Regions from separate parts of the Cyprinus carpio genome. Here region 1 is linked to region 2. Evidence: chromatin contacts called from public Hi-C data. All regions are on one chromosome and are shown on one strand. The core of a region is the stretch at or near the end of the contact, and the rest is flanking DNA. Distances in the headings are between cores, read along the strand shown.

Evidence for each region. A called contact is a pair of places that touch in the nucleus more often than the background predicts.
Region 1: a Hi-C map of red blood cells shows a contact between it and region 2, with 5 times the contacts expected there. The contact joins the promoter of galt here to the promoter of LOC109097261 in region 2. A contact is called at or near these places in 2 of 8 Hi-C or Micro-C datasets (red blood cells and skeletal muscle).

What each region holds. Positions count from the first base shown.
Region 1 is chrB10:4,907,891-4,910,590 of ASM1834038v1, forward strand. galt (galactose-1-phosphate uridylyltransferase) reads right to left here and starts at 1,377. Exons shown (of 11, transcript XM_042732165.1): 1 at 1,005-1,377; 2 at 255-424. The coding sequence starts at 1,041. It overlaps LOC109097495 (sigma non-opioid intracellular receptor 1-like), which reads left to right and starts at 1,455. Exons shown (of 4, transcript XM_019111148.2): 1 at 1,455-1,718; 2 at 2,016-2,216. The coding sequence starts at 1,574.
Region 2 is chrB10:4,385,391-4,388,090 of ASM1834038v1, forward strand. It overlaps LOC109097261 (L-cystatin-like), which reads right to left and starts at 1,430. Exons shown (of 4, transcript XM_042732163.1): 1 at 1,074-1,430; 2 at 776-927; 3 at 586-687; 4 at 1-461. The coding sequence starts at 1,167. The coding sequence ends at 375.

The DNA.
Region 1 (2,700 bases), core at 127-2,626, 520 kb after region 2:
TGTGCTCAAAGTTGAATCATCTTTACTCCAGTCTTCAGTGTCACATGATCACTACTGTTAAAAACTTCAGGCACTTGTGTAAAATGCTGTCAAATGAGGATGCTGTCAAAAATAACTTATCTGTCTGGGAGTTAATGTTATAACATCAACAGAGCTTGCATGCATTTCATTTTTTTTTTCTTCAGTTTTGTGTCTCACTTCTTGTAATGACACCTCGGCGACACTCACTCAGTGGGAAGAGATGTTTTGCTCACCTCTCCATTGGCCCTCACGCTGCCGGGACAGAGGGGGTTGTTCGGGTCGTGTCGTGGGGTGTTGTCCTCTGGAGGTTTCTCCACCTGTCCTTTCCACGGACGCTTCATCCGGTGAGCCGACACCAGAACCCAGGAGTCCCGCAGGGGGTTGTACCTTAAATGCTGGTGCTCTGAAACAAATTCAAGAATGACATGACATTTTATTTGAAAGGTAACAAGCTGAGTTTTGCCACTCGGAGTGTTCATTTCTAAATCACAAACGAATAATCTTTGAACGAGTCGATTTCGTAAAGCGCTTAATGAAGCGTTTAATGAATTTCACAGGACAATTTGACAGTTTAAACAAACATAACTATCATAAAATTCCAAGCAACCCATACTAATTTTAAAGCATTGTGATAAACAATAGCATGTACAGTATAAAAAAATTACTCCTAAAAGCGATGCATAGCTAGTGAAATGAGTTTAAACCGTTTGAATCGGTTCATTGACATAAACTGTCCAAACGAACCGATTCTTTAAAATGATTCGGACTTCCCACCGCTTGATAAATCAATCACATGATCCGCTTCACAGCCAGCCGTCACGTGACTCATCTATCACGTATAATATCTTCAGTGGATTCAAACCACAGGAATAGTAACAAATAGAGGTTGTTGCATGGCATGTAGATTTGTCCGTGAATCGCGCACAGTTCAAAGCTCAGAACAGAAATATGCACAGGTGTCAACATGTAGAAACATTCCTCACCTTTAGGATCAAACGTGGGTTTACTGGTACTGTCCATCTTACTGCTTAATATAATCCCCCGTGGTTTCGAAATATATCCGATTACCTGTCACGGGTTTTTTAACATGAATTCACTGATTGTTTCTTTCTAGAGTTCAAGTTTTCATTTGATCTCCTCCTCAGTGTCCTCACGTGAACAGTGCTGCGCAAACAAAACGCAGTATGCGGTTTCTAAAGAGGAATAAACCGAGCAGTGCTGGCACCGTTTACAGGCTCAACCCGAGAACATAAATAATACCACATACATAAATACATTAATTTATTCGATCAAGTTTTTTATGATACAGTTTCACTGTGTCAATAAAATGTGCTGTGTGTATTTTGCGTATTTTAGTGGCGTATTGATGATAACGATGCACCGCCTTCTTCCGTGTAGCGCTCTGAGCGATCTCATTGGTCTAGAACTCGCCGTTTGTGGAGTGACGTCACCTCGCGTCATCGCCCGTCTCCTTTCACGTGTGTCTGAATGAAGTCTTCTTTAATGTCTTTTGCAGTCTTACCTTTAAACAGTCGTTTGTGCCCGGATAACGATGTCTGTAATAAGAATTATTCTGAAAACGGTGGTGGTTGTCGGGTTTCTGGTGTTGACAGTTCAGTTTATAAGATACTGGATGGCAAATAAACAATATGTCTTTACAAAAGAAGATGTTGCCAAGTTAGCCAGACAATATGCAGGTGAGTAAACACACATCACCTGTCTCTGTTCTCACATCTGTTGCTATGATGTTGCAGTAATTGGTTTCTATATATGTATATTGCGAATATACACTTCCTAGCAACACAGAGCTTTAAAGCTGTATTCAAATGCTCATGTTGTCTATCTAAAAGAATTGTTTAAAGTGTATATTGAGCAAATACCATATCTGATAACATAACTGTCCAGTAATTATTCTTCCTAGTTTGTCACTTGTCTGATAGATGTCTTAACTAAATAAAACTAGATGTCTGAGCTTGTGTGTTTGTGTGTCCCAGGCCAGGACCACGAGCAAGCCTTCTCTAAGGTGGTGGTGGAGCTGAGGAAGAGGTATCCGGGTCACATCCTGCCCGAAGAGGACCTGCAGTGGGTGTTTGTGAATGCGGGCGGCTGGATGGGCTCCATGTGTCTGCTGCACGCCTCTCTCACAGAGTATGTGCTGCTGTTCGGGACGGCCGTGGACACGGGTGGACATTCAGGTGGGTCAAGAGCAGCTCCAGGGCATGTTTGTCCTCAAAATTAAAAGAAAGAAAGAAATAATCTAAAATAAAGACTGCTATAGGATCATATGACTTTTTGCACTGCAACATTATTTATTTTTTAATTAAGCACTAAGTTCGAGTTAACTTGTTGCAGAATAATAATAATTGAAAACAATTGTGTATAGCAGTATTATTTAGAATATAAATTCTAAAAAAAAAAAAAAAAAAAACAATATGAATCTCTTTTTGAGATAAAATATGGTCACAAAATCTTAATAGACATAAAATACGGCAAATCTTCTATATTCCCAATTTCTATTTTTTTATTATTATTATTATTATTGGTGGTGAAGGTGGTGTTTTGCCTTGGCTTCTCACTAAAATTAAATAAGTTAAAGTTGATGAAGTATTACTAAAATTACTAGGACTATAAAACTATGTTTGTAATAATATTCATTTTTTTTTTTTTTTTTTTTTTTTT
Region 2 (2,700 bases), core at 180-2,679:
AAATTGAACGGAAAGTGAGCGTTCAGGACTACAAGCCAGTAATGATGAGTGTGCGATGTTTAAAAGTGCGTATGTGACTTTTCATGCATAGCTTCACTGTTAAGTTTGTGGTTATAATGTCTAAAATGTAAAATAGTTTTCAAATACATGTAATTACAATATTTATCATGTGAGAAACCAACTAAAATACTGATATTTGATTTGCAGTTTTTTTGTGAATTAACTGTTGCTCTATTCGCTTTATTTTAGGGTCTCTTAACTAGTTTTCCATTTTAAATAAGCTATATCATCAGGAAAAAGAAAATGTCAAGATAAAGAATGTGTGATCGGCTATTCAAAAGTACAAAACTGTAGAGACTTGGGTCCATGTCAAATTAAGCGGATCTTCTGCAGGATATCTTCTGCACCTCATGGTCATCAGTCTTTGGGTCGAGGGTCACCTCAATCTTACATGTCAGTTGCTAAAAAAAAAAAATAAGTAAAAATCTGAAGAGTAATGGTAGTATGCATGTGTAGATTTTTGTCATTTTGGCTACAATCAAGTGTAAAAAAAAAAAAAAAAAAAAAAGAACGAAATAAATCTACCCTTTTTGCCATGCCACATGCCTGAATATCATTATCTTCTGATTTGCGGCATTTTGTCTTTCCAATTGTGGCTTCTATTTTGTAGTTTATCTTATTCGTCACCTGGACACAAAGTTTGGCTGTCATTTAATGTGGATTAATACACATTGACACATATCAGAAAATACATATGAAAACATGAAACCTGTACCTGAGTGCTGGCCGATGTGACATTGATGAGTTTGAAGTATCTCTTTGCTCTGGACTTCGTGTTGAACACCTCTACAGCTTCTTTAGCAGCCTCTTGAACATCTTCCCTCTTGGGATTAGCGAGAGTCCAGCCGCCGAGCAGCTCCACATTTCCTGTGAGACATGGACTGAGAATATCAGTGACAGTACTGGGTCTTGAAGAAACATTTGAAGAGTTTGTGCTCGTGAAAGCCATGGACTGAATGCAAAACATTTGGCATTTTGTAAACAATACAATATAACATGAACAAAGAGCTTACTTGGTACAATTATTGCTTCCTCCAAAGGCTGGTCAGCACTGCTGAAGTGAAACACGGAGAGAAAAGACACGACGAGCAGAAAGCAGATGTCCATGGCTGCCGGCTGTGTGCTCTCTGAGAGAATGAGCCAGTGAATGTGGAGACGGCTTTAGAAATCTGCCATGTAGTCAAGGAATGCCTGACGCCTGAGCCTCACGCCATTCCCGCCAGCGACGCCCACTTACGTAATGATGAATCCACACAGACGGTGAGTCAAGGGAAAACTGTGTGTGGAGGGTGTTTTAGGACAGAAAACGAGGAAATAAACGGTAATCTGCTTACACCGTAAGCTGCCGGCCGGCTGTCAGAACACAGACGGCTCTCGGTGTGTGATTTAACTTCCTGTCACTTACAGGTAAAGATTAAAAAGAGTTTAACTACACTTGAAAACAAACGTCGCTACTTACTTATTGCTACTGTATATCTGATCAACATTTCACCTTTTTTTTTTTTTTTGGACAAAATTCGCAGATATGCCATCGTTTTTATTATTATCAATAATAATAATAATTATTAATAATAATAATACATTTTACCTGGTCTCATGAAAATGCCTATAAATAGTAACGTTACACCAAATACAAACAGAAAATCGTGCTATTATTGATACGCAGAAATTGACTTTGGCGTGCATATGATAAGCACGTGTTTGACGTGCTTTTAATACAGTTTTGGCTGCATATGATCCGCATCTAGCCCACACCCCTAATCCTACCCATTGCGTATCATATGCACGCCAAAGTCAATTTCTGCGTATAAATAATATAGTACGCCAAATCGAAACATTAACTCGTGCTATTGATACAGTACGCATTCTCGTGAGATCGGGTTATACAGAAACAGTATGTAGGCTACTGTATATTATTTTGCATTAGTAGAATACATTTTATTTGATTGATTTCAGTTGTTTACTTTAAATGTGATTTCATAGTGTTCTGTTGGTTGAATTAATTGTTGAATACTGTAAAACATTATATTATATATCAATATTCCTTTAAAAATGTCATAATTGTCCTTATGAATTTTGGCAATTAAATACTACCATTATTATATTTTCTTTTGTATTACACACTTCAATATACAAAAAAAAAAAAAAAAAAAGATTGTTGGACATTATGGTTGAAATTATGGGTGGACAAACACTCTTTTTTGTACAATTTTTGCAAAGTTATGTTGATGATAGGAAGAAGTTAAAAAATACAATTCAAAGCGTCTTGCATACAAAAATACAACAAATTAATACCATACAGACATTTTTATATCAGTATTACATATATTGTAGGTTATTTATTAGGTTATTATTGTAAGTTCAATGTCAAATAAAACTTTAAAATTGATTTCTGAAAGAGAAGTATTTGCATATATAGTGTCAAGTATAATGTCCTCTAATGTTTTCTTAAAAAAAAAAAAAAAATCATATGTTGCTTATACTCCAAACCCTATAATGATTCTTTAAACACTATGCAAATTCTAAACCCCAAAAACATGTTTTGCTGGTCCCAGGAAGATAATCAGTTATTTGTCCTGAACAGTGACGTCTAAATTCCTCTCAAGGCCACGTTTAAAAGCAATCTAGAACATGTGCTAC